Linked DNA regions of Gossypium hirsutum: region 2 is linked to region 1. Evidence: chromatin contacts called from public Hi-C data. All regions are on one chromosome and are shown on one strand. Each heading gives the region's core, a stretch centred on a gene start, on an enhancer-like site or on the middle of the called end of the contact. The rest is flanking DNA. Distances are from core to core; before and after follow the strand shown. Region 1 holds the start of LOC107916179 (midnolin homolog). Region 2 has its middle 46 kb from the start of LOC121222726.

Region 1 (2,927 bases), core at 339-2,838:
AGTGCAATCTCCCAACCCGGTTGAGATCCTTTCGAAGAAATCACCGGAGAAACTCCGGCTTCCGCAGCCTACGGACCTGGATCTCGAAACCTTGCGCTCAAATGATGATGCAGCTGAGGCAGTGGCTTCACTGTTGGGGCTGTCTTCCTCTTCTACTACCACAATGCCTCCTTTTCTCGACAATGATGAACCCAAGCTTTTCTCCTTTGGTTTTACATTCACGACCGCACTTGAGGATGAAGGTCCCCCCATTGTTGTTGCTGTTGAGACAGTGGCTGCCGGTGGTGCTATAGAAGCAACCTTGTCTGGTTTTTTGGAACTATGGGTCTTGGAAGAAAGATAGAGAAATGACCAAAAACCACTTCTTTTTCTGGGACTGAAGCCTCCACCATTATCTACTTCACCATCCAAGAACCGGCCTCTCCTGGGAGCTGTAGTTGACTTGCTTCTCTTTAAAGCAATATTAGCATGATGATGGTGGTGGTGGTGGTGATGATGATCTGATGATGCCACCATGATCTTCTTCTTCTTCTTTGCCAAAGGGAAAGGGATCCTGGCCCGCCTTGTATAACATTCTTCATAATGACTGTTATTATTGCCATTATCAAGCCTAGTTTTTGTTATGGGACGAACAGACATAGACAGTGAAGAAGCGGAAAAAGTGGCGACACCACCACCACCACCACTAACGCCACCATTTCCGCCACAACTAGTAGCAATGGCACCAGTATCAGATCTAAAAGAAGGCGGGGAAGAAGAAGAAGAAGGTGAAGCACGAATAGGTAAAGGAAAAGAAGAAGAAACCAACTTGCCTAGCTTCTCTTGAAGGCAAAAAGCACAGATCCCACCAGGGTTATTTCTATAAGGATGATTACTGCATTGCATACCATCTCCCATATCTTCTTCAACACCAACACCAACACCAACTCTACCTCCTCCTCCACCTTTGATTCCTTCCATTATGTTAAACTAACTGTGAAGGAAAAAATATCTACAAAATCTTTGTTCCTTGTAACTGGTATTGCTCTCTTTTCACATCAAAGATATGGCCTTTATTTTTGCTTTCCCACAAGTCACTCACTTTTTTCCCTGCCAAGAAAAGAGAGAGAAATGGGAAGAGGAAGATGCAAACAAAAGAAGGGAAACAGAGAGTCAGAGTGTGTAATTGAGTGGGGAAAAAAAATATGGCATTGAAGAGGGGGAGGGGGGAGAGAGTCCCCAGGAGCACGTGGAACACTGACTTGCCTACACATTAAACAAAGTGATATTATCATATAAACCATACACAAGCTAAACCCTCACCCCTTTTTTAGCTTTCATCAACCCCCACCCCCCTCCTGCCACCTTCCCACAGGAATCTACTAACTAAAGCACTCTCTTCTGACTCCTCACCTTAGCTCCTGGGAAGGGTTTTTCCTTTTAACTCCATTGCTTCGCTTTGCCCTTTGCTCTTCTTCTTTTTATCTTTTATATATAATATATATTAGAATTTAGAAGAAGAAAATATGCTTCTGCTTTGTAGATGGATGGATTAGAGTAGCTTCCCTCTTTTTCTGCCATTGCATTATGAAATTCGCTTTGTTTTTTTATCTCTAAATATATTTATGCTTACTTGGCTTTTTCTTTCCTGATAAAAATATTATTAGTTTATTATAACTTATTTATATATAATACTTGAAAATATAAAAAATTATTAGACTCCATAGAAAAGGGTTTTTTTATAACGAGGGATGAGGGTAAAAATATAATAGAGGATATTGTATTAATAATAGGATTGTATTTAATTTTTTATTTAAAAAGAGTAAATTATTTTTATACAGTAGATCAAATAATAAATTAGAATTTTTATTAAAAATTTTATTTTTTATTATTAAAAATACAATATAATCAAACAATTATATGTGATCTGTAATGTATATCCCATTTTAACATACAATAACTAGTTTTAATAGTAAAAATGAAAAAAGTTTCTAACTAAAATGATGTATTTACTTTCTGCTCTAATGTAAAAGAATTAATTTATCTATTTTTTAAATAAAATAATAAAATACTATCTAACTCTTAATATAAATATCTCTATAATATTTTTATCAAGACGAGGGCCACTTAATAAAATTTATATCATCTTATTTTAAATGAGATTTTTATTTTAAGTGCCTGAGGTAGAGTGAGGCATTTGTGATAACCTACCCGAATTTTAAAGTTACTAATTTATCCATTATAATATTTTAATTTTTTTAGTATATGTATTAGAAATACAAACTAAAATCATATATATGTTAATAAGTTATATATAATTATTTTATACATGACCTAAACAATTATATGTATCAAATTCATACATGAACACATTATAAATATATAGTTTTATACTATTAAATTTAAAAAAAAATTATTAGAAAAAGAAGGTAGTGTTGTGTGGATTAATATAAAGAGATTCTGGTTATAATTAACCAAAAATTTTATTTAGAAAGGTTGAGATAAAATTATAAAATAAGTAAAAAATTGTATTAAAAATGTTTAAACTAAATTATTAATAATTTAAAAAGATTTAAATTATAATTTGGACATAAGTAGTTTGTGAAGGGCCCTCTCCTTCTCGGGTTCATTTGCTTGTCCCAATTTATTTTGCTTTGTTAATTGGAAAAAATTAAATTAATGGAATGGAGTTAAGTTAAATAGTGATAGGAGTTAACAATAGGTGGAGAACAAAGAAAAAGATTGTGAAAATTTGGTTGAAGAGGGAAGAGCGACAGCAATGGAAGAAAAGGGCCAGAGTGAGTGACCCCCCACAATGTTGTATATATCCACCAACCTCCTTTTCCCACTCATTTGTTCAACACATCAACTCTTGTTGCTGCATGCGCCTTCTTATCCCTAAACTATTTACCATTTATTATGATATTTTCACTTCAATTATTTGAAAT
Region 2 (2,761 bases), core at 102-2,601, 91 kb after region 1:
CCCATTTAGTACTCCAATGGTTGTACAACCTTTAGATGTGAATAAAGATCAATTTCGTCATTGTGAGAATAATGAAGAGTTTCTTGGTCCTGAAGTACCATATCTAAGTGTCATGGGGGCATTAATGTATCTTGCAAACAACACAAGACGTGATATAGCTTTTACTGTAAACTTGTTAGCAAGATTTAGTTCTTCTCCAACATGTAGACATTGGAATGGAATTAAACATGTATTTAGATATCTCAGAGGGACTACTAATATGGGGTTATTTTATTCAAATGATTCAAAACCCCTATTAGCTGGCTATGTTGATGTTGGATACTTATTAGATCTACATAAAGGTTGATCTCAAATAGGATATTTATTTACATGTCGGGGTACTGCCATATCATGGCATCAGTAAAGCAAACATTATTTGCCGCTTCTTCAATCATGCAGAAATAATTGCAATGAATGCAGCATGTATAGCTCAATTGAAGGGTGGTTACATCAAAGGTGATAAAACGAAACATATTTCACCAAAATTATTATTTACCCATGATCTTGAAAAAAGAGGTGATATAAATATTCAACAAATTCGTTCTAGTGATAATTTAGCAGATCTTTTTACTAAGGTATTGCCAACTTCAACATTTGAAATACTACTACATAAGATTGGAATGTGTCGACTCAAAGATGTAATGTAATGTTGCCATTAGGGGGAGTCTAAAAACAAGTTGTACTCTTTTCCTTTAACCAAGGTTTTGTCCTATTGGGTTTTTCTGATAAAGGTTTTTAACGAGGCAGCTTGTAATAGAAGATTGTGTATTATTTTTCCTTCATTAGGTTTTTTATCCCACAGGGTTTTTCCTAATAATGTTTTAACGAGGCACATTATCTACCAATGGGCATCCAATGGGGAGTGTTATGAATATCTTATTAAGTGGATGTCGATCATGATCAAGATAAAGTTTTGATGTACTTTAAATTCTAATAGTTATTAGAATTAGATATCTACTTCTTTTATACTTCTTATGCCTATAAATAGAGACTCTGATGAAATATTGTAAATCATCCATTTAATTAATAAAGTACATTCTCTAATATTACTTTCATATTTTCTTTGTTCTTTATTCTCTCCATCTTTCTTTATTTTATAACAATAACAATTTAAAATTTTTTTTATTAATAAAAATCAAGTTACAACTTCAATTCATGAATATATCTAATTACAAGCCTGACAACTCATAAGGTGAGTAGTCTCTATCACTGGATTTTACTTCATCGTCTGTTTATGATGAAATTAATTATGTATCACATTATTCATTAGTTGCCCCCACTTTCCTCCCATCTTAATTACAACTTTCATCCATCTGTCCTTTCTCCTTTCAATTCAAACATCAACCTTCCCTTTCCCTTTCCTACTTTTGTCCTATGAAACCATTGCATTCAGCCCTTTTTCTTCCCTCTAGTCCACGAATTTTATTTCATAATAATGTTTACCTAATTTAATTACCGATTCATTTTTTTTTAATAATTAGTTTTTATGTCACCATAAGATTTCATGATAATTTTTATAGTCTTGTATAAAATTATAAGTGTACCGTGAAGAGGCATCGCCATCATCATTATTATTAAAAAATAGGAATGTTTGATGTGTATTGTCTACATCGTGAGGCCAATTTTCAAATATTTAATCTCAATTTAATAAAAATATTATAAAAGTTCACGTACTAATAATTATATTACATTTTATTTTTTTACTCAAAAAATAAGTAAATTAGTCCATGTAAGTTAGATTTAAGTTAATTTCTTTTGTTAAAAATTTTATCTATTTGTATTGTTAAAAACTAATGTGGCTAGCAAAATAACTAGACAATGATACGTGACATGCTACGTATATATTATGCTGATGTATAATAATCAGTTTTTAAGAATAAAAATAAAATAAATTCTTAATAAAAGAACTAATTTACTTCTTGATCTAACATACAATTACTAATTTATTTATTATTAAATAGAGAAAATAATATATATATATATAAAGGGTTTTTAGTTATAATGCAGCTCTTTAATTTTAATGTAATACATTTTAAAATGGGTTTAGAGGGCATCATTTCCAAACAATTTGATAGACAAAAAGTCATAAATGCAAAGTGTATTGTTTACATTCAAAGGGTATTGTTCACTAACGTGCACGCGTGTTGTTTTCCTTTTATTTTGTCATAATATAATCGTACAAAACTGTTTTCTTTAATAAAAAAGTTTTAACTCAATTGATTAAATTATTTTACATAATTTTTAATTAAAAATGCAAATACTATGGTTTAAACCATATTTATAGAATTTATTTTTCCCACTTCAATCAAAATTTTATTTTAATATATTTATTCATTTCAAAAAAGTGAATATTATGATAAACAATTTAAATGTCTTTAATGTTTTTAATTTAATATATTTAGCTATTTAAATTTTTTTTACTCTCAAATAAAATAAAATTTTTATTTTACTTTCGAACATATTATATATATTTTTATTATTAGTTTTAAACTTTACATTTAATTAATTTTTATATATATTATTTTTAAATACCTACTTATACTATAAATATGTGATTTTCATGAATTTATAATATTAATAATTCATTATTCATAATACGTATATATATTATACATTTATATATCAATTTGTAACGTGTTTTAAATTTTTTTTCATCAAATATCAAATTAATATCATATCCGGTATTGTTTCAATCATAAATTAGGAGTACAAAAGGATGATA

What was found. Hi-C and Micro-C count contacts between places; a contact is called where the count stands out from the background.
Region 2: a Hi-C map of leaf shows a contact between it and region 1, with 1.6 times the contacts expected there. The contact joins the enhancer-like site here to the promoter of LOC107916179 in region 1. A contact is called at or near these places in 4 of 34 Hi-C or Micro-C datasets (all in leaf).

Annotation. Positions count from the first base shown.
Region 1 is chrD10:50,094,593-50,097,519 of Gossypium_hirsutum_v2.1, forward strand. It overlaps LOC107916179 (midnolin homolog), which reads right to left and starts at 1,589. Exons shown (of 1, transcript XM_016845326.2): 1 at 1-1,589. The coding sequence starts at 960.
Region 2 is chrD10:50,185,985-50,188,745 of Gossypium_hirsutum_v2.1, forward strand. No RefSeq gene overlaps it. Among protein-coding and RNA genes, the nearest start is that of LOC121222726, 46 kb to the left of the region's middle. Within about 2 kb of position 1,352, at least 2 of the 9 cell types and tissues checked have an H3K27ac peak or open chromatin away from gene starts, as enhancers often do. A contact at or near this core is called in leaf, where this site is marked.